Regions from separate parts of the Mus musculus genome. Here regions 1, 2 and 4 are each linked to region 3. The links are chromatin contacts, called in public promoter capture Hi-C maps. All regions are on one chromosome and are shown on one strand. Each heading gives the region's core, a stretch centred on a gene start, on an enhancer-like site or on the middle of the called end of the contact. The rest is flanking DNA. Distances are from core to core; before and after follow the strand shown. Region 1 overlaps Zbtb16 (zinc finger and BTB domain containing 16). Region 2 holds the start of Drd2 (dopamine receptor D2). Region 3 holds the start of Htr3b (5-hydroxytryptamine (serotonin) receptor 3B). Region 4 holds the start of Nnmt (nicotinamide N-methyltransferase).

Region 1 (4,867 bases), core at 2,029-4,528, 270 kb after region 3:
CTCAAGAAATAAGGTAGAGAGCAATTAAGGAAGATACCTCCATGTTGACTTCCGACCTCCTCATGCATGTACACATGCATACGTATGTCCCTACGGTAGCACACATGAGAAGCATGAGCACACACACACACACACCATACATACACAAATAGGATACCATACTTGGAGCACATATACTAAACTTAAAAAACGAGACAGGAGGAGCAGAATTACCCCCCAGAACAAAATATACTGTCTGTAAGCTCAGGTGTGAAGTGGCAATCACAGGGTCCTCAGGGGCCTGGGCTCTGTGTGCTCTCTGAGGCTGCCGCTCTCCATGTGCCCTCCCATCCCAACCCTCTGGTCTTTTTTGTTCCCCCTGTGGCTGGCTTCCTGCACCTGCCACGCTCTGCCTCTGTGCATAGGAGGAATGCAGAACAAAGGCCAACCCAACCACTATTATGCTCTGAATGGTGAAGAAAATAATGAGAGAAGTAGACTGAGCCATTTAGGACTGAAGAACCCAGTGTCAGGTGGTGGACAGAAGTTAGGAGGACATGTTTCCTAGGATTGTGACCCTTTGTCATCTGAACAGGCGCATGACACAGACCCCTCATAATCTGGCAGGTTGAGTCCTAGGAAAAAAGAGATCGCTCACATCTGCCAGCTCTTCTCTATCAGACGTAGTTTGAGTGCCAAACACTGGCACCTGGCTGGCCTTCCAGGAGCTGGCAAATATCCTGAAAGGCTGGACCAGAGATGCTGCCCAAGGTAAGTGCAGAAAGAGTGAACACCTAACCCTGATGGCCCGGGCAGGCAGGGCTGATAACAGGCTCTGCTCACACTGAATTTCCCCCCTTACCCTGCACCGCCTGCTTAGGACAAACATATTTTACTGGCCATCACTTGGGGTTTGGACCTTTGTGTGTATGCCTGTGTGTTCTCAGGCTTTTACTAATCCCCTTCCTTGGTTTTTGAGGTTAGGAGCGTCTGGGATTTGTGGAGGGAGGAAGGGTATGAAAGGGTAAGGCAGGAGACCCTGGTGCCTGGATTCAACCTCCCACATTCCGGAGATCCCTAGAGGCCCCTCTCCCCAGACCCTTCAGCTCCGAAAAGCCATTGTGCTCCCTTCTGGCCTCTGACCCCGAGGCTCTGGGAAGCAGCAGGTTGTTGACACACGGACAATCATTTCTTGCAAAGCACAGGCCTCCCTCTCTCCTTCCCTCCCTATCTCAGTGCTCACGAGCTCGCTCTCTCTCTCTCTTTCTCTCTCTCTCTCTCTCTCTGCCTTGCCCTGGTGACTTTTTCACAGCCAGGAAGGCAAGAGAAGCTGAGCAAGAGGGAAATTAAGTCTCTATGAGAGAGGAAAAGAAGAAGGGAAGACCCTCCCAATTTTGGGTCCCCCAAACATCTTAGTTGTCTGAGGGACCCTCCTCCGGTAGTCTACTACTAGTGCAGAAGTGTGAGTCCCCCTCCCCCCTGTACAGCCACGTGGATCCCAGTAGTATGTGATGCTACCAGGAAGTGGCTCAGGAGGAGCGCTTCTTTTGAGAGTCTCACTTATGTGAGGAGCCCTGCATTTCTTCATGAAGAATCTCTCTGTGCCTGTCCTCTGTAGTCACGGGAACAAAGAGCTTCCTAGCCCTGTTGCTGCTGCTTGTGAGGAGGAGTAAGACTTCAGATGTCATTTGCCCTGTCAGAGGGTTAGTTTGCTCTTTGGCAGAAGTGTGTGGAATAAGCTACTTGCCTCATGGGCCTACTGTGCAGTGCACATAGAGGTTTCTGTCAGGGAGTGCTTGACAAGCTTCAGAGCGCTCAACAGATGCACGTGTGGGTTACTGATGGTTCCCCATACAGCTCTGGCTAGTAGTTTGTATTATTCTCATGGGCAGGATGGGAGTTCCAAGCTTTTTGTTCCTCCTGTTCTGTCTAGGCCATTTCAAAAGCATTTTTAGGAGAACAGGTGGGGTGGGAAAGAGAGTCCTTTAAAACTTCAAGCACCACTGTGTATGCTTTTCGCCTTGGTTGGCTAGCCGGGAAACCAGTTAGCCCGAATAAACTCAAGTGTGTGTCTCTGGCCACTAGGTAGCCCCATTCAGCAGACTGGGTTTCTCCAGGAAAGAAAAACAGAATGGTTTGTTAACTACAGAAATATCTCTCCCTTGTGCTCTCATTCTGAAAGAAGTGGATTAGTGTGGCCATATTTAACCCCTGACCCCGAGACAAAGGCATTATCAAAATTAGTTACTGAGAGAGTCCGTCTTCCCCTCTCTGCCCCCACTTCCCTGTTTGCAGGGGCTTCACTAGGAGCTCGGTAAACTTCAGAGTCTGAGCAAAGGTTTCGGAGGCCATGGTTGCCTTGGAGATATTCTAAAGCCCGGGCTGTGGAGATAGTCTAATATGGACTGAAGGATAGAGCCGGGATCTGTACTCATGTGTGGGCTCTTTCTGGCTTCAGATGTTCCATTGGATTTTAGAACCGTATTTTCCCAGTTTTTAACTATATGCTCAACTGTCACTTGAGCCTCAGATCTTGAGTTGATCTTAAGGGTGGCATCCAGTGTCTTTCTCCGTCCATCCCTCTGTCCGTCCTGGAGTCCAGTCCCTTTGGAGGTGGAGATGCAGCTAGACCTAACTGATTCTCATTCTCTTTGTTATTGAGTGTCTTCATAGCCTGGGCTAACTCAACTCTAGACTGTCTTTCTATCTGGGACAACACAATGACAATAAGCATCCCCTTGAGCTACGTCTGAGGTTAGATGACCATGGGACAGTTGTCAGGGGTTAGTGAGTATTATCTGTCATGGTCAGTATTGTCCTTGTCATCAGCATCCTAGCCACAGCTTCCTCATCACCTCCTTGGTCCCCATCCTGTCCTCCTGGGATAATCCAGGCCACACTGGGGTTTTCTGCCTGGACTTCTTGTTTCCTGACTCTGCTTTCTCCCTGCACCTTTTTTTTTCTGGCTGTTTACAGACACCCCGCCTAGCCTTCCTGGATGGAGTTTAAAGTTTGACTTTCTTTCATTCCAGGAAGTCCAACTTGCCTGGCAGGATCGGGAGGGAAAGGCACTTTCTTTATAAGCTCTCGATGAAAGCTGTAAAGCAAGCCGGTCAAGGGTCTGGCCGGCCCTGGCTCAGGATTAAGGCCAGCCCTGGAATGCTGAGGGGGCCTCTCTCAAGAAGCTAGTATCTATTTACAGTGCATGTCTCATAAACCCGAAAGCCAGGGTGAGGGCAGGGGGACTCGCCCTCCTGGCATGTGATTGATTATCTGGTATTTATGCCATTGAGGACTTGTCAGCGGTCTGGGGTCACAGGGTCATCTCGTGTGTCTTGCCGCCATCCCGCCCTCTTTTGTACAGTGTGGGCCAGGGTGCACTGGGCACAAAACAGCTTTTTCTTTTCCTTGGGAAAAGGGGGAGGGGGGACCCGGGGCAGTGTCAATGAAAAAATGTTTTCAACCTTTCTCAATAGTGCTCTTTTAATTCTAAAGAACATTTAATTAAAAGTAGCAGGAAAATTCATCTTAGAAGGTTTAACTTACCTTAACAGATACTATTGTGACCAAAAAAAAAAAAAAAAAAAAAGTAAAGAAACGAAGTAAAAGGTTTTGTATCTCCTGAGTCCTCCGAGGCCACTTTTGCTTGCCCTGTGGTAGTGTGGTCCTGACTTAGGAAGGAGAGAGAGACTGGGTTATTGCTAAGCAGGGTTACGTTGGTGTTTGTTGTCTGTACAGCTTTTTCTTGTTTAGGATGGAGGCTCCAAGCTTTGGATGGAGGCTCCGAGTTGGATATGTGAGCATAGTCCCCTAGAGGTGGCAGCCTGGCCCTGGGGTCCCCTCATGATCCCCTTTCCCAGGGCTTTTTCAGCACTCAGAGCTTGGGACACCTGGAGAAAACTACTACATCAGTGCCAGTGTTTTGCCGTTCAGGTATCTCAATCCTGGAAACCACCCTCTTGTCCGTTGTGGTAGAGGGGGCATCTCTCTAGGGAAGCTACTGCCTCTGGGACGACAGTGTGTGCTGGGGCTCAGAGGATCTCCTCTTTCTAAAATACTTGGAGAGAGCAGGGCTTGGTTTCCCACCTTTGTAGGAGGAACAAGTCCCCGCCCCAGCCCATGATCAGCAGAGAAATCTGCCTGCTCACTGACGACCTTCCGTCTGCTGAAGTTCAGGAATGGACACTATTTGTCCCTATCCCCATAGAGGATCTTCTGGAGCTGGGGCAAGCCAGAACACTAGTATGGAGTGCTGCCCCACAGTGGTCTTGCGGTCTGTGAAGGGGGTGTCAGCTTCAGAGACCCACCCAGGCTCCCGTCTGTGGGACACCCAGGGTGGGGAAGCATGACTCCCTCCTGGGACGTTCTGTCTGCCACGCTCAGTTTCCTGGATCACCCTGCAAGGCTGGGCAGGGGATTATGTGCACAGAGTTGGCTATGTGTTTGCTGTAAAGCCCCATGTCCCCATAGCACAGGGGTTTGTCTCCCTGTCCCACCCACGCACCATCCTCCACAACAAAGAGTCGTTGTCTACAGAATAGCTTTAGAAATCCCAATTCTTTTCTATTTCCTTCATTCCCATTCAAGTTAAATTAGTGAATGCTAATTTGGGTTGATGGGACACACTGGGTGGAAGCTGAGGTTCTGGCTCCTGCTCAGGGAAGGACCATCGTGGCAGCATCCTCACCAGGGTCACCCAGTGCCCGGTGCCCCATGCTCTGGGAATGCTTGGTTTGGGTTACTTTCTTAGTCTCAGATCAGCTGCGCAAGGTGAACATTGTTGTGTCTAAAAGACAAAAACTCAGACCGAGCACAAGTAGACTTCCCTGACGTTATGGCTAATGACCAGCACGGTTAATTCTGAAATTTGCTTTAAGCTATTCGGTAA
Region 2 (5,306 bases), core at 2,138-4,637, 380 kb before region 3:
GACAGTTGCCCTGTTTGGAAACAAGGTCATCCAGGATGACCTCCATGGAACCCAAAGACTCTTAGGCTCTAAAGTCCTGTTAAGAGTATCTGGGAGAAATATGGATGACTGGGCCATATTCTAAGTTTTCTCCAAGACTTATAATCTTAGGTAACAGTGGAGCAGTTTGATACAAAACCTGACTCTGAGGTTCTATAAAGAAGGTTTTGCAAAATCTCAGCTTGGATTCGACACAACCTGTGAAGATGCCAAAGCACCCCACGCTCATGTTTTGTAGAGAGCATCAGCTGAAAACCTATGATAACTCTCTGGAAGAGACAGAGTCGGCTCAAGGATGTCTCATTATACATCATACTCACCCCATGTGCTCATGTAGGTATGAATGTTTGCAACACACACACACAGACACACACAGAGAATCACTGTATCACAGCCATACTTCTTAATTTCATAGTGCAGTTTTCATTAGCAGGGGAGATGGAGACAGCTCTCCCCATGAGAGTCCATGCATCTTTCCCCTTACCCTTGTTTCTCAGAGAACAGTGGCATGAGACCCATTTGGCCTCGGCAGATTGATCTCAGGAATATTTAAGGCAATGGTTTTTTATGTGACTCTGAGCTCCCCTCTGTCTCCTCTGTCTCTGTATCAGAGGAGAAGCTGAGTTTCTCTCATGTTGAGGTTCTTCTAACTTGTTCTCGAGACTAGGTTTGCATGTTATAAACAGAAATAATCTGACTTGGAAGGTAGATGACTGATGGCTGATTCATCCCCACAAACCTTCCAGTTTATGGAACAAAGATTCAAAACAGTAGATTTAAGAAGTCACTGCCAAGAAGGAATGAGTGGCTACCAGCCTTGGGAAGCAGGGTGTGCTACTAGGCTGAACTAATCTTGTCTTGGCATTTCAAGAGCAGTTGTTGGTAGCAGAAAGGACCATCACTCAAAAGAGAGGGTGGGAAAGAGGCACACACTAGGCTGGCCTCCAGAGAACGATAGCATTTACACAAGGCTATCTGCATCCATATTGGTGAGTCTTAGGAAGACCAAAACAAAATTTGTAAGAGAAAATCAAAGTCAGGAGAATTGTGGAAGAGGGGAAATTGGGTTGCACTTTTGGACCCAAGAAAGGGACTGAATCAGGTGAATGGTTCTCCCATTCCCAGCTCCATAGTTGAAGAATTTAACTTGAATAACTTTAGGAGACAGCTTGATAATTAAATGAGAGACTTTAATTTGTATCCATTAAAAATGTGCACAGATTCTCTTAGAAATCCTAGTTTTCATGAGAGGTATTTTCCCTAAAGCATGTGTGTGTGTGTGTATGTATGTATGAATGAATCACCCAGTGAAACATAGCATTATGGGCCTCAAATTTAGATTCTAATTCAGCATTTTATTTGGAAAAGAGGCAGAAATATGAATTTTTATCCAGCTTCTCGGATGATTCAGGTGCAGAGGGTTCTTTGCAATCCCTTAGGGAAATACTGCCTAGGACCTCTACAGCAGATCAGAATCTTCATGTCCCAAGCAAGGAAGGTTGATGGAACTCAGGGCGTTCTTTAGGAGACCAAAGCTGAGAAACACTCGATTTTTTAGCTCAATAGTAGAGCACTTCCTTAGTGGATACAAGACCCTGGAACTGGTCCCCAGCTGCACAAACAAGCAAGAAGACCACAGCTGGGAGGTTCCACTTATTTCTGGAGCTAACCCTCTCAAATCTCTTCCCTCTTCCACATTTGACTTCAAAAATGTTATCAAAGCCCCAATAAAACAGATTTTTAGTGCATTTGCAAACATGAAACCACAAAGTCCAAGCCAGGGGGCAGGGACCCAGTAAATCAGCCTCCTGGTTCTCTTTAAATCAGTTGCACTCGTGTAGGCTGCTTTCTGCCCACCCTCATCAAACAACAGCACACAGGAAAGATGAAAAGAATGCTTTCTCAAGTAGCTCTAATGCGGCCGGGTGGGTCAGGCATAAACACAGTATTTGCATCTGAAGCAGGGTTTGGGGTAACGCTGAACATCTAGTTCCCAAAGAGAGAATCAAGATTGTCCTCAAAGGTTTGCAGCCTAGTCAGAATCCATAAATTGTTGAGTGTGCAAAGGGACCTAGAGAGGGAGTGCACACACTGGATTGCACCTCATCCAACCTCAGGAGCCCCAGAAAAGAACCCAGTGAGGTACCCAGTGAGGAAAAAGATGACTCGCTGAAGCAGTTTCCCTGTGGCTGAGAACAAGGGCCTATCCCCAGGGAGCTGCAATGCTGTTCCTTGTGTCCATGGCAAAGCCTGTTGTGTAGGTGGCAACCGGCTCTCTTAACTCTGCTCCTCAAGAGAGACCTCACAGGCTGCCCGCCGCAAAAAAAGGAAAAAGGGAAGTGCTCTGTTTGACGCTTAGAGAAGCTTCTTCGCATATGGACTTAGTGAGGCTCTTGATCCATTCCAGAGATGGACAGTCCCCTTCTATCACTGTCTCCCGCCCCCACTGTCACCTACACTCCCTGGGGAAAATGGGTCTAAAATACCCGGCTTTCTTTCGGACTGGGTGACAGAGCAGCGGACAGAGAACGGGATTCAGCACCAAGGACAGCAGAAAGCCTAAGGATGGAAGACCGCTCCCGGAAGCAGCTTCACCATCAACCTTGGCTTTAGCCCTTTCAAAAGTCTCCGGTTGCACCAATAACAGAAAAGTCAAAAACAACCCTTCTTCCTTTTGGGTGGTGGGAAACTCTAGTGCGCGCCTGGGGTCCTAGTCTTGAATACCAGGAGGACAATGCCCTACCCTCTGAAGCCACAGCTACACCGACTGTTAGCCAGGATCAGGACTCCCGCCCAGACAGGAAAGCGCGAAGAACGCTAAGAAAGAAGGACTGGGGATGGCCATCCTTCAGGTTTCCGACGCCCGGAACGCAATCTCCCCGACGGAGACTCAGTGGAAAGGGTGCTCCCGGACAGGCGGCGCTAGAGTGGCTGGACAAACTTCTGTTCCCGGCCGGTCATCTCTAGACGCTTCGACCGGTGCAGAGGCCACAGACTGCTTTTGGCTCCAGCCAACCAGTTCTTACCTTCAAGCCATAGGGCGCCCGGGGCCAGAGAAGGCGCCGGCTGCTCGAGGCTTCCAGCTCCCGCCGCATCCACGCACGGCCGCCCCTCCGGCAGCCGTCCGGGGCCGCCGGTCCCCTCTGCGGGTCCCTCGGCTCCCGGCCCCGCCGCGCCGTTCAGATCCCCGGCGGGCAGCCGCTCGGCCGGCTCGGGCCCGCGGGGAGCAGTGGACGGGCCGCGGCGGGGCAGGGCGAGGCGGGGCGGGAGGGCGGGAGCGCAGCGCGGGGACCAGGCGGGGAGGCGGGCAGTCGGCGCTGCGCGCGAGAGGCGACCAGCTCCGGCACTGAGGCTGGACAGCTCCGTGGAGTCAGAGCGCCGCGCGCGCAGGAGGGAGGGGGCGGGGTCACCCTGGCCACGAGGCGCCCGGGAACCCCGCCCCTGGGACAGGCCCCACCCACCCAGGGCCCCAGTGCTATCTCTGCACTGCGGGGCCTGGGGAAGGAACCCAGGAGAGCTGAGACACAGCATCCGTTTCTGGCTTTGAGTAGAGGATAACCTGTGCTCTGGACTGCTCGCCGGTGTCCCCCCTACACTCATTAAGTAACACCCTGTCCATCAAACCTATTCTGGTCTAGCATTCACAACATTAGCCTGTCGATCCCCTCCTTTGAGGAATCAGGGCCAAGGGCTAGCTGAAGCACTACCAGTGGTACATCAAGTCTTTAAAGAAGAAATAGATTCCGGAAAGACATCCAGGGTCCGTGTACAGACGTCTGAAAATCACAGCGGTTAGTTTCGCTGTTGAACTTTCCCAAAGGAAGACCTGGGCAGAGCAGATCTAAGATGGAAATGATAAAGTGGAAATGATAAAGAGTGCCCTGGGAGTTCCAGCTCACCCTGCCCTCTGCACTGAGGAGCAGGAGAAGGGAGAGGAAGAGAAATGTGATCTTCTTCGGCCCTAGCCAGGGAACCTACTCCCCTTTCCATCCTCTTTCTCTCCGATCCAGCTGGTGCTTTCTGTCCCTCTGCCCTGCCTCCGCCAGCTTCTATATGAGATTCAGGAGTAACAGAGGAATAAAAACAGGGTCCCGTTCGCGTGGGGCCACTCCAGAGTAGAGACTTCCAAACACTTGTAGCTTAAGCAGGTGCTGTGGAGTACCAACAGGGAGACCTCACAGGAGCTGGGCATTGAAGGGCCAACGCAAGTCCCCAAGGAGAAGGCACCACAGAATTCCTCGGACAGCAGCACAGAGGACGTTCTGCATACAGCAAGCGGCCATGCCACTTAGCCACAAAGAAGAAACTCCTTCCATTGATCCACACAATTCTGGAAAATTAGGATTGGAAGCAGAGACCTTAATATTCAATTAATCACTGTTTGATGTAAAGGTGGAAACTGGGGCCCAAAGAGGTGTGCCCTTCCAAGCCCCACGAGGACTGAGCAGTGGAACAGCCCTGATACATGGCACGTTTTCCTTAGATATGGCCATCTGTGGAGGCATTTAAAGGAGTGGAAACTTCCTGAACATGATGTAGCCTCCTCTGTCCCTCTTCATTAGTCTTTGGATATGGTCTATTCGTGGGTCTCCTTTAGGCATGGTAGGGAAGTATTAGAACTACCAGAAACATTAGAACTTTTCACATTTGCTTTTAAGGCATTCAAACATTAAGATAGGGTTGAATCTCCACTGTTTTCCTATGTACCCTGGATATGTTCATCCCAAGAAAAAAACCCACTTAGATAGGATTTGTGTCCTGTTCAACCCACCACCTCTATGCATTCTCACATGATCTGGTGTCCTGCCTCTATCACTTGCCAGTTGTAGATGTTACTTTAATTGTTTAATCTCTCTGGGTCTCCGTGTTCATATCTTTACATTGGTCCAAGCAATGCTTATTTCTCTGGGGTGCACCGAGAATAATAGGTGAATTCTCGATGAAGGAACTATATATGAATAAGCTCTCTGGCTGCCCTTAAATGGTAAGGTTGGCTTTGCTGGTTGAGGAGGCAGAAGCAGGAGCCAGCCAAATGACCTCAATGGACACTACACCTCTGCGCTGCCTTTTTTACCCACATCATGCATGGCTGAGTGATTTCATGCTGGCTGTGAGTGAGACGGATGGATCTTTTAGTTTTCAATTAGCAAACGCCTTGCTTTTTTAAACAAGCAGTGCAGAAAACAGATGCTCTGGGTGATTGATGGCAGGGAACATCTGTGGTTAAGCAATGGCTGCACCAGGCTCCCAGATTCCTGGCTGCCAGG
Region 3 (5,429 bases), core at 1,970-4,469:
ACAAAGAGAGTTAGCGATTAACTTCAAAGAACTTTGTTGGAGAGGAATAAAGATATTTAAGGCCTATTTTGTGAACTAATTGCATTTGCATATTTATGGGATTTACTGATATAGCAGTAATTAAAAACTATTTAGTAGTCTTAAAGGACACATAACTCAGTCGCCGTTTGCATAATAAACACTTCCTTATTATGTTTGCATAATAAGCCCTCTCCCCCTGCTTCTTCCAGAAGATGTTGGTCCATCTAAAAGGTGCCACATACTGCTTGGAAGTGGAGAAGCATGGTACAGGGGTTTGGCGGCTGTGGAGAGGGCCTTCTGAACGGATATTCTTCTAGACTCTCTTAATGGTGGTGAGCCAGGCCTGAGTTGCTGTTAGAGAATGGCAGACTCAACCTCACTTGACATTTTGGTTTACTTTGCCCCAGTGTTATTTCTTGAGGATCCCGAGAAGAATACAGTAGTACAGGCCTAGAGCCTCAGCAGAGGCTGAAGTAGGAGGCTCTCTCTCTCTCTTTCTCTTTCTCTTTCTCTTTCTCTTTCTCTTTCTCTTTCTCTTTCTCTTTCTCTTTCTCTTTCTCTCTCTCTCCCTCTCTCTCTCTCTCTCTGACACACACACACTCTCTCTCTCTCTCTCTCTCTCTCTCGTACACACACACCCACCATGAATGTTTAGCCCCTCTTGACTCCAGCTTTGCGTCTTAAATATACTGATTTGGGAAGCACAGAGAGTTGGCTCAGTGGTCAAGAGCACTTGTTGCTCTTGCTGAGGAACCAGGTTCAGTTCCCAGTTCCCACAAGGTGGTTTATCACCATTCAGTTCCAAGGAACACAGCACCCTTCTGGCCTCAGTGGGCACTAGGCAGGCCTGTAGTGCACATACATACATACATACATACATACATACATACATACATACAGGCAAAACACTCATACAGAGAAAATAAAATAATTGAAAATATTTAAATATACAGGTCTGCTTGAGAGGCTCCAATACAATTCAAGCCCATACTTACATTTCTATGACACGTTCTAAGATGTCCCATGGAAGCTCTTGGTAGTAAAAAGCTATCTGGCTGGGAAGGGATGGGTTTAAGGAGAGTGAGAGGAGACAATCTGCGTTTTAAAAAAATTTAAAGATTGAGCTGGGTGTAGTTGTGCACACCTTTTATCTCAGCACGCAGAAGGCAGAGGCAGAGGCAAACAGATCTCTGTAAGCTGGAGGCCAGCTTGGTCTACATAGTGAGTTCCAAGCCAGCCAGAACTATGTAGTAAGAACTGGTTTGGGGGTGGGAGTTAGGGGGAGTGAAAGGTTGAGATGAGAATCTAAAACCATTGGGTAAATATGAGAGAGTTACACCAAGAAGAGAGCTGAGTCGGTATATGACTGAAAACTCTCCCGAAGACACCATATTCATGCAAACTCATGGCAGCATGCAGCAGCCAAGAGCTGTAGCAGGTAGCAGCACCAGACTGCTGTTAAATCAGCCAATGAAGGTCATAATGGATTGGCACCACACATCATTAGCAATAGCCTTGCAGTTACAGACGGGCACACGAGAAAGTGCAAAGGAAAAGGAGGGAGGGGATGTCCCAGAAGGGTCTGCCTTAGAGTCATGGTGCCCTAGAATGAGTGGCAAGATACCACGTGGATCACCAACTCAATTCAAACTTCTGCAAGAACGGAGGCTTCTGAATCCCTCCCCTACCAACCCAGCTGTGCTACCTCTTGTTCAGATTCTTCCACGAGCCAAAACAGACGCTTAGAACTGTCAGGAGCAGACAGCAAGGGGCCAGATTAATTCTCAGTGAGCAAGGCTCTCGAAGCCCAGGGTACCACTGTCTATGGGCGTTCCTCAAAATCAAAACCAACAGAAACACTCCCCATAGATTTGACCTCCAGCAGATTAAATTGTAACTTCGTTTTCTTCTGAAATGTTTTCTGCACAATCCAACAAAGTCAGAAGGCTAGCTCTCCTCTCCTACCTCTACCCACACAACTCTTTCACAGACAATTAGCTTGACTAGCTAGTGTGGAGTTACTACATCGAAGACTATTGTCTGTTTGTTAATGGGGTAGGGGTGTTAGTTTGCTTTATTTCATTTCTTCTTTGTTGAGTGAGACATGATCTCCTGTAGTTCAGTCTGGCCAGGAACTTGGTAGATAACCAAGGCTGGACTTGAACGCCTGGTCCCGTCTCCTCCTTCCAAGTGCTGGGGTTATAATTGTGAGCAGTTATGCTGGGCCTGAGAAGGACATTAATTAATTAATTAATTAATTAATTAATTTATTTGAGCATGTTGAAGTGGTGTCTGCACAGGTACACAGACAGCAGAGGGACTCCTGCTGTACAGCCAGAGAGGAGGAGGTGACGTAACAAAAAGTGAACATTATTCAATTCATCAAACAGCAACGAATCCTTTGTCAGGGAGCCAACAAGATGGCTCACTGGGAAGGGGTGCTTCAACCAAGCCTGACAATCCAAGTTTGATTTGGTTCCCACAAATTGGGACACCATTTGAATCCCCAGGACCCACATGGTAGAAGGAGAGAACCAGTTCCCAAAAGTTGTCCTCTGAGCTCTCCATGTACCCCACAGCATTTGTCTACCCCCACATACAAAGTCAAGACATAAAAATATCTTTAAGGGGACATTTAAAAAAAATCTTTCATCGAATGATGTTAAACATTAATAGTTCTTGTCTTCAAGAAGCCTAAAAGCATCTTGTCTGGGCTACTTTGTGTACTGTGCTCAGTGAAAATTTAAAAAGCATTCCTATTTATCAAAAATCAATGTTTCTCTTCATTAAAGGGGCCTAGCAGAAACAAAAGCACTCTTTCTGCTGTATTGTTTGTAGTTGATGTTCATTAGACAATACCAGGCTCCCATTAACTCAAGAGCCCAGTGACTGTTCCCAGAGACTGAAGATGTTCCTCCCTACATCTGATTTAAGGCAGCTATCTGGATCTCAATTATTAATGAAATTAGGGTCCTGAATGCCAGCAAGAACATTGCCTTAGGTAAAGGCTGTAAAGGAAATCATATTAGCTTGGAATTTCCTCTCCTCGGGGGCCCCCTCTTAAATTGCATTATTCACTTAGCTGGCTCCTGTAAGGGAGATGGAGTCTTGGCCATCATCCTAGGGCAGATCCAAGTGGAGAAGCTTGTGGGGTTCATGAAGGCATTAATTTCCAAACCTGTATGTGGTGTTCATGTGTCTTGTCCAGTCGGATGTTTACAAAATAGCAGCACCAAGGTTACCACACATGAGCAAACAGGAGAAGAGGGTGGAGGGGTGCTGAGAGGTGCAAGGTCAAGCAGTGTCCCCCGGCTCGCCAGCCTGCCTGCCCACCAGCCTGCCTGCCCACCAGCCGGCAGCCATCGCTCTTCTCTGGTACCTGCCCCAGAATAGGCAAGTGCGATGATTCTTCTGTGGTCCTGCCTCCTGGTGGCTGTAGTAGGTAAGTCCTGTGACTGATTCTGTCTTGACTCTCAGAGTGTGGTGTCCACACTGTGCTGGGAACACCTCAGATCTCTTCCTTTGGGTTCATGATCTGTTAAATGCTAGTCCTATGGAGCTTTGCAGAGACCAGCGATGTGTCTCTGACACTCCCATTGCCACCTCCGTTTACACAGATGAAAAGTCACTCCAAAACTTACCTTTGACGGGAAATTTTTCTCTTCTGAAGAAATCCAGCTCACTCCAGTGATTTACATTAAACTCGGGGCAATCTCTTTCAGATATGTATAGATAATGTGTTCTTAGGATCCCAGATAGCTTTGGCTTCTTTATAAAACTTTAGCAGAGCAGAGAAAGAGTCCCATGGATTTGTCTCAGCTGGGTATCATTTTGATATCACAGTGTTTGACTCCAGCTTTGCAGAAACTGCAGAAGTGGCCAGTATATTGCTAAAGCTTGTAAGTTTTAAGTACGTGATTTCTATTAAAATACTTTAGATATTATGTGTGTTTTAATGTATGGAACGATACATCCATGGTGGTATTAACTCTACTGACTTGGACTGTTTTAGTTAGGATGCAGTTGATTTTTTTTTTAAATGTGGATAAATCAAGGATCTATGGGTTGTCCATACCCACACCTGGGTATGTGTCACTCTTTGTCTTAAAACCCATTCTCTAATCTGGTAATGTATCCTTTCATTCATCCCAACTGTACTTAAAGAGACAGAGAAAACGGTTTCTGTTGGTGGTTCCTAGCACGCTAGTTTTGTGTATCTTACCCTTATACCCTACCTCTTTGAGGGCTCTCCTAGAGCTTGGGTCTGAATTCTCAAAGTTTAAAATGAACCCAAAAGTAAGATGAATCAGTTAAAAAGACAAAGGAATTTGTTAGCTAGAAAGCTGGACATTTACAAACAAAGAAAGAAAACACTGGAGATGATCCCTCCCCCCACCCCCATTTGGTAGAGAAGAAAAATAGCCACAAAATTCCTGGACATTTAACTTCAAGGATAAAAGCTTGTCTTAATTATAAGAGTAAAAGAGAGGAAGTTTCATTAATGCCAAATGGATTCCTTTGCAGAAAATAACCATCAACATGAAGCTAAGATAAAATAGAAAAATGAAGTCAAGAAGACCGGGGAAATTCTTCTTACCAGCTTTTCCCTCTGATGTTTTGTACTCTGGTTGGATTTTGGTTCTCACTGGGGCAAGAACAATGTTTTAACGGGGTCTAATGGCAGGGGCCTCCTCAGGAATGACACGGAGGACATTTGTGACCAAGAATCTGGCACTTTACTGAGCACTGTAGAGTTGACCTGTAACTGTGAGAACAAAGTGTTCCTCTGTGCTGAGAGTACGCTAGGGATGAGGCTAGTCCACCTCCAGCTGCACTGCTCACTAGCCACAAGACCCACACAAGTCAATTCATTCTTTAGGCAGGTTTTCAGGGCCTTATGTAGTCCAGGCTAGCCTCAAACTTACTGGGTAGCTGAATGTTGAAATCCGATCTTCCTGCTTTCACCTCTCAGATTCTAGATTATAGGTATATACCACCTCGCCCTGTTTGTGTGGTTCTAAAGGTGGAACTCAGGCCTTCAGGCATGTTAGGCACTTACTCCACCCCACGATCCTCATCCCCAGATCTTTGACTCCATTCAGAGTATTCACGAAGATCAGATAATAGAAGTGTAACATGCAACACAAATGTAAGGCATTATCAACCAGAAGCACAGACTCCAAAAAGACCACTCTTTGTTTCTGCTCAGTAACAGGCTGTGCACAGCGTATAGGTTTTCTTTCCAATGGCTGACTCAGTGCTGGTCCTAATATTTGTAGACAGCCAGGTCACCATAGTGTCATGCCTAGGAGGATGTTCTCTGAATGCAGACCAGCTGTGCTTTGGCCCCAGCCTCTTCATTTGTAAGCTACGGCCGGCCCTGGGCAGCTGTACTGTCACTGAATCTG
Region 4 (4,930 bases), core at 208-2,707, 360 kb after region 3:
TTCCTGTAATTTGTTTTAATTATAATATCAACCAAAAAATTATTTTTTTGAGACGGGGTCTAACTATGTAACTGTGGGCACCTTCCATTCCCAACCTTAGTGGAGATTCTCTGGGTGAGTTTTTATGCCTTGTAACCAAAGAGCTCTTGCTTAATCATGACCCGTGGGATGCCAGGAACTTACTGCTTTCGCATTTGGTGCAACATCTCCGGCTGGTTAATCAAACACTATTTTGAGCAACAACTCTGTGAAGCAACTCAGGGCGTAGAGCAGGGAAAACAGACTCAAGGCACAGCCCCTCGTCTACTGGTCAGCGCATCACCTCCATAATAGCTGTGAGAAAAATAACTGACAGGCAAATCCAGGAACAAATATATGCTGGCACAAGAATGAAGGGTTTGGCTGGGCAGGGTGAATTCTAATTGGCAGTTGTGAGCCCAGGAATGGAAACGGGAGGAACTCTGTAAGGAAATTGAGGTTTCTTGGAGCTTACTTTGAAAGAACTGTCAGGGTTTGAATTCAGTGGCAGTGGCAGTGGCAGGAAACTTGGGGGAGTGCAGAGCAGGGGCAGAGGTGGGAGCAAGGCACAGCTGCATTGGGTGGGCCTTGAACTTGCTATGTATGGAGCCAAGGCTGAGCCTGAAGTTCTGACTCCTAGTGCTAAGTGCTGGAACTACATGCAGGCAGCACCATGGCAGATTTGTGCAGTGCTGGTGAGCAAGCCTCGGGCCAAACGCATGGCGGGCAAGCATTCTACCAACTGAGTTATGTTTTCAGCCCTTAACCATGTTTTTGATTGATTAATCTGATGTTCAGACTTTTTTTTTTATAGAACCTTTTGATTATACTTTGGCAGTTTCGTACATTCTCACTGTGCATCACGAGTATACCCATCCCCGGCTATCTCTTACACTATCACACATCCTCCCTCCTTCTACATTCACGACCCCTCACAGCTTTAGAACTCATTGAGTCCTAGTGGTGCTGGCATGTTGGCATGTGAGCTTGGCCTTGTGCAAGTAACCATGACTGCAGTGTGCTCAAGAGGGTAGCCACCATACTGTATCTAGGAAGACAATGTCCATGTTTTAAAAATTAATCTTTCCAGACTCCATCCGAGATTATTTTTCTCTAGCCAACATTCCTTAGCCATGAGCTCGTTTCCTTACCCCACATTCCCTTTTCTTTTTTTTTGTTTGTTCAAACTGAAACCATTCGGTGGGACTCTTCCCTGACCCTCCAGGGAGAATCCTTGCAAGAACAAGCAGACTACTGGATTGTTTGGAGATGACCCGTCTCTCTGGACTCAGGGCTTCTGCAGGTTTGCCTCTGACCTGCACCACTGGTCAGAGGGCTGCATGGAGTTCATGGTCCTCCCCCTGCCACTCCCCTCTTCTCCTAAGCTCCCTTCTCCAGGAATTTCATCACTTCCTGGAATAGCCTGAACGTCTGCAGTCTATTTCACTGTCAGTATTTAGCAAACATCTGTCTCTAAGGGATGGGCCGAGCTGGAGGAAGATTGGCAGCTCTAAGACTCCAAAAGCCAACTTCACAGGGTGACTCCCTGCTTCTGGAGGAGGGGACAGGAGAGCATCAGGCTGGTGCACGGAGCTGAGACACGATGGAATCTGGCTTCACCTCCAAGGACACTTATCTAAGTCATTTTAATCCTCGGGATTACTTGGAAAAATATTACAGCTTTGGGTCCAGACACTGTGCAGAAAACGAGATCCTCAGACATCTGCTGAAAAATCTTTTTAAGATATTCTGCCTGGGTAAGTTTGTCTGTCTAAATATGAGTAACATTGTGTCTTGGGGGACGACTGGACTTGTGTCCACTATTAGACAGTCTCTTGGAATCACTTATTTGTTCAATGAAAATAAAAGTTAATGTTGGCTTAGCTATTTTACAGTTTACAAAGTTATTTTATGTCCATTGTCTTTTGTATGGTTGTGAAAATGGAGGCCAGTGGGCCTGAGTGCTGTCCTTGTAGCTACAGTGACTTTTCTAGGTGACTTGAAGGAGCCATTTCACCTCATCTCACAGTTTAGAGATTCTAAGAGAGTTGGGTGTGTGTGTGGGGGGGGGTCACAGGACTCAAGAAAGGAAGATTGGCAGCTCTAAGACTCCAAAAGCTAACTTCACAGGGTGACTCCCTGCTTCTGGAGGAGGGGCCAGGAGAGCATTGGGCTGGTACACGGAGCTGAGACATGATGGAATTTGGCTCATCATCTCCATGAGGACAGCCTGGACTACAGAGTGATTTTTCAGGCTAGCCTGGTCTAAAGAATGAGATCTTGTCCAAAAAAAGAAAGAAAGAAAGAGAGAGAGAGAGAGAGAGAGAGAGAGAGAGAGAGAGAGGGAGGGAGGGAGGGAGGGAGGGAGGGAGGGAGGAAGGAAGGAAGGAAGGAAGGAAGGAAGGAAGGAAGGAAGGAAGGAAGGAAGGAAAGAAGTAAGAAAGGAAAGTTTAATTCTACTCTTATTTGAAAGGAATGTTTGTTTACTCATGAAGTAAAGGACCCCCCAATATTAAGAACTGGGTGATTTGATTATTAATTAATCTCAGTGTTTTAAATTTTAATATATATACATCTAAGCATATGTGTACATGGTCTATGCAGGTACATGCATGGGGCCAGAAGAGGGCACCAGATGTATGCTTCCATCACTCTCTCCACCTATTCTTGTGGGGCAGCGTCCCCTCCTAAACCTGGGGCTTGTGTGTTGACTAGACTGGAAGCCAGAAAGCCTCAGAGAGCCTCTCCTCTCTGCTCCTCTCAGAGATGGGAGCATAGGTATTTGTGAGATGCCTGACTTGTTACACAGGTTCTGGGACCTGAATGCTGGCCCTCATCTCTGGACCATCACTCCAGGCCTTAAAATCAGTTGTTACACAACAACAACGACAACACCACCACCACCACAACAAAAATGGCACAATCCCAGTAAAGACACTATAACTTCAGCTCTGCCTGTTCCCTTTTGATGCCTGATTCCCTGCCCCTCTTCTGTCCTAGGTGCTGTAAAAGGAGAACTCCTGATTGACATTGGCTCTGGCCCCACCATCTATCAGCTTCTCTCTGCCTGTGAGTCCTTCACGGAGATCATTGTCTCTGACTACACAGACCAGAACCTCTGGGAGCTGCAGAAATGGCTGAAGAAGGAACCAGGAGCCTTTGACTGGTCCCCAGTGGTCACCTATGTGTGTGATCTTGAAGGCAACAGGTAGAGGAATGAGTATCTGCTCTTCAACTTTCTGAAGGGACCTGCATGTTTCTATCAGCCCAAACTACCACTAAGATCCAGATGAAAAATGCAAAAGAAACTCAAAGACCAAAGGGAACTCGGGATAGAAGATGAGGGCTCAGGAGAATAGCTGGGTTGTCAGATGTACCACCAGAGTACTATTTGGTTACCAGTCATCCAACACAAAGGTGGTGGCTAATGCCTAATGCCCACACCACCGGAAACAGCAAAACACTGGCAGATGTATTTTTTTAGCCAACAGAAATAACCTGAAGCAATTATGGGGAAAGAATTCATTACTTACCATCTATAAAGTTAGAATCTTTAGGATCTGGGAGACGGTCAGTGGGTAAAGTGCTTGTCACAGAGGTTGTCCTTTCTCCAGTGTGTCCTCTTAGCATCTTTATTGAAAACCAGCTGGCTGCAGATTCATGGCTTAGTCCTATACTGTCTATTCTGTTCCATTATTCTGTGTTCTCTGGCTGGTGATGTTTTGTGGAAAGACTTTGCTGGTTTGATGATATAGTTTTTTTGTTGTTGTTGTTGCTGCTGCTGCTGCTGTTGTTGAAGCTAAGTAGTGTGTGATTTCTGATATTTTCTTGGTGCTATTTGGGCTTTGTGTGTACGGTTGCCTAAAAATTCTAGAATTGTTTTCTAGTCCTGTCATTAGTATTTTAAGAGGAATGGCATTGGCTACACTAATTGCTTTGGGTAGTATGGACATATTCATGATCTTGATTCTTCAGATCAGCGAACAGATCTTTCCATTTTGATGGTGTCTGCACTATTCTTCTCCATTGATGTTTTCAGTGTAAAGATCATTGGCTTGTTTTAGCAAAATTCATTTTGAATTTATATATTATATTTATTAATAAATACATTAATAAAATAATATTAAATATTACATTTTATTTATTTTTAATAGCTATTGCAATAGGATTGACTTCTTGATTTCTGAATCAAATAATTCTCTATTGGGGCACAGATACTCAGATGAAGGTTCTGAAAAGCTAGTGCTTCTTGGTTAATGTTTAAAGGAACTAGCATCTATCCATCCATTCATCTGTCCATCCATCCATCCATCCATCCATCCATCCATCCATCCATCCATCTACTTACCCACTCATCTTTTTGTCAATCCATTCACCCACCCACATATCCATCCATCCATCCATCCATCCATCCATCCATCCATCCATCCATCCATTTATCCATCTACTTACCCACTCATCTTTTTGTCAATCCATTCACCCATCCACCCACCTATCCATCCATCCATCCATCCATGTATCCATCCATCCATCCGTCCATGTATCCGTCCATGTATCCATCCATCCATGTATCCATCCACCCATTTATCTGTCCATCTATCCATCATTTCATCCATCCATTTATTCATCTGTCCATTCATCCATCCATCCATTTATCTGTCTGTCCATCCACTCATTCATCTTCCCACTCACCCATCGATTCATCCATCAATCAATTTATTCACCTCTCCACCCACACATATATCCATCCACCCACCCACCTGTTCATCTATTTATCCACCCACCCACCTACCTACTCATACTCATCCATCCAACCAACTTAGGTTGAACAACTGTGATGCACCCCATAATACTAGCTCTTAGGCCAGAACATAGAATGAGATAGGAGAAGTCCTTCTGCCCTTTCGTTCCT

Evidence for each region. Promoter capture Hi-C pulls out the DNA fragments that hold promoters and counts their contacts. Capture Hi-C pulls out chosen DNA fragments and counts their contacts.
Region 1: a promoter capture Hi-C map of embryonic stem cells shows a contact between it and region 3, with 3 times the contacts expected there. The contact joins the enhancer-like site here to the promoter of Htr3b in region 3. A contact is called at or near these places in 6 of 39 promoter capture datasets (the 3T3-L1 cell line, the C10 cell line, embryonic stem cells and 2 more), 5 of 115 datasets of contacts at active chromatin or transcription factors (bone marrow-derived macrophages, differentiating embryonic stem cells, embryonic basal ganglia and 1 more) and 1 of 9 other capture datasets (adipose tissue).
Region 2: a contact with region 3 is called in a promoter capture Hi-C map of pancreatic islet. The contact joins the promoter of Drd2 here to the promoter of Htr3b in region 3. A contact is called at or near these places in 1 of 39 promoter capture datasets (stem cell-derived epiblast-like cells) and 1 of 9 other capture datasets (pancreatic islet).
Region 4: a contact with region 3 is called in a promoter capture Hi-C map of liver, with 3 times the contacts expected there. The contact joins the promoter of Nnmt here to the promoter of Htr3b in region 3. A contact is called at or near these places in 4 of 39 promoter capture datasets (the 3T3-L1 cell line, the HPC-7 cell line and embryonic stem cells), 4 of 115 datasets of contacts at active chromatin or transcription factors (embryonic stem cells and fibro-adipogenic progenitors) and 3 of 9 other capture datasets (adipose tissue, liver and macrophages).

What each region holds. Positions count from the first base shown.
Region 1 is chr9:48,693,157-48,698,023 of GRCm38.p6, reverse strand. The region is part of intron 4 of Zbtb16 (zinc finger and BTB domain containing 16); the gene reads left to right. Among named protein-coding and RNA genes, the nearest start is that of Gm32280, 26 kb to the right of the region's middle. Within about 2 kb of position 3,278, at least 29 of the 459 cell types and tissues checked have an H3K27ac peak or open chromatin away from gene starts, as enhancers often do.
Region 2 is chr9:49,338,484-49,343,789 of GRCm38.p6, reverse strand. It overlaps Drd2 (dopamine receptor D2), which reads right to left and starts at 3,387. Exons shown (of 8, transcript NM_010077.3): 1 at 3,066-3,387.
Region 3 is chr9:48,962,780-48,968,208 of GRCm38.p6, reverse strand. Htr3b (5-hydroxytryptamine (serotonin) receptor 3B) reads left to right here and starts at 3,219. Exons shown (of 9, transcript NM_020274.4): 1 at 3,219-3,463. The coding sequence starts at 3,424.
Region 4 is chr9:48,601,650-48,606,579 of GRCm38.p6, reverse strand. It overlaps Nnmt (nicotinamide N-methyltransferase), which reads left to right and starts at 1,457. Exons shown (of 3, transcript NM_010924.3): 1 at 1,457-1,775; 2 at 3,019-3,226. The coding sequence starts at 1,622.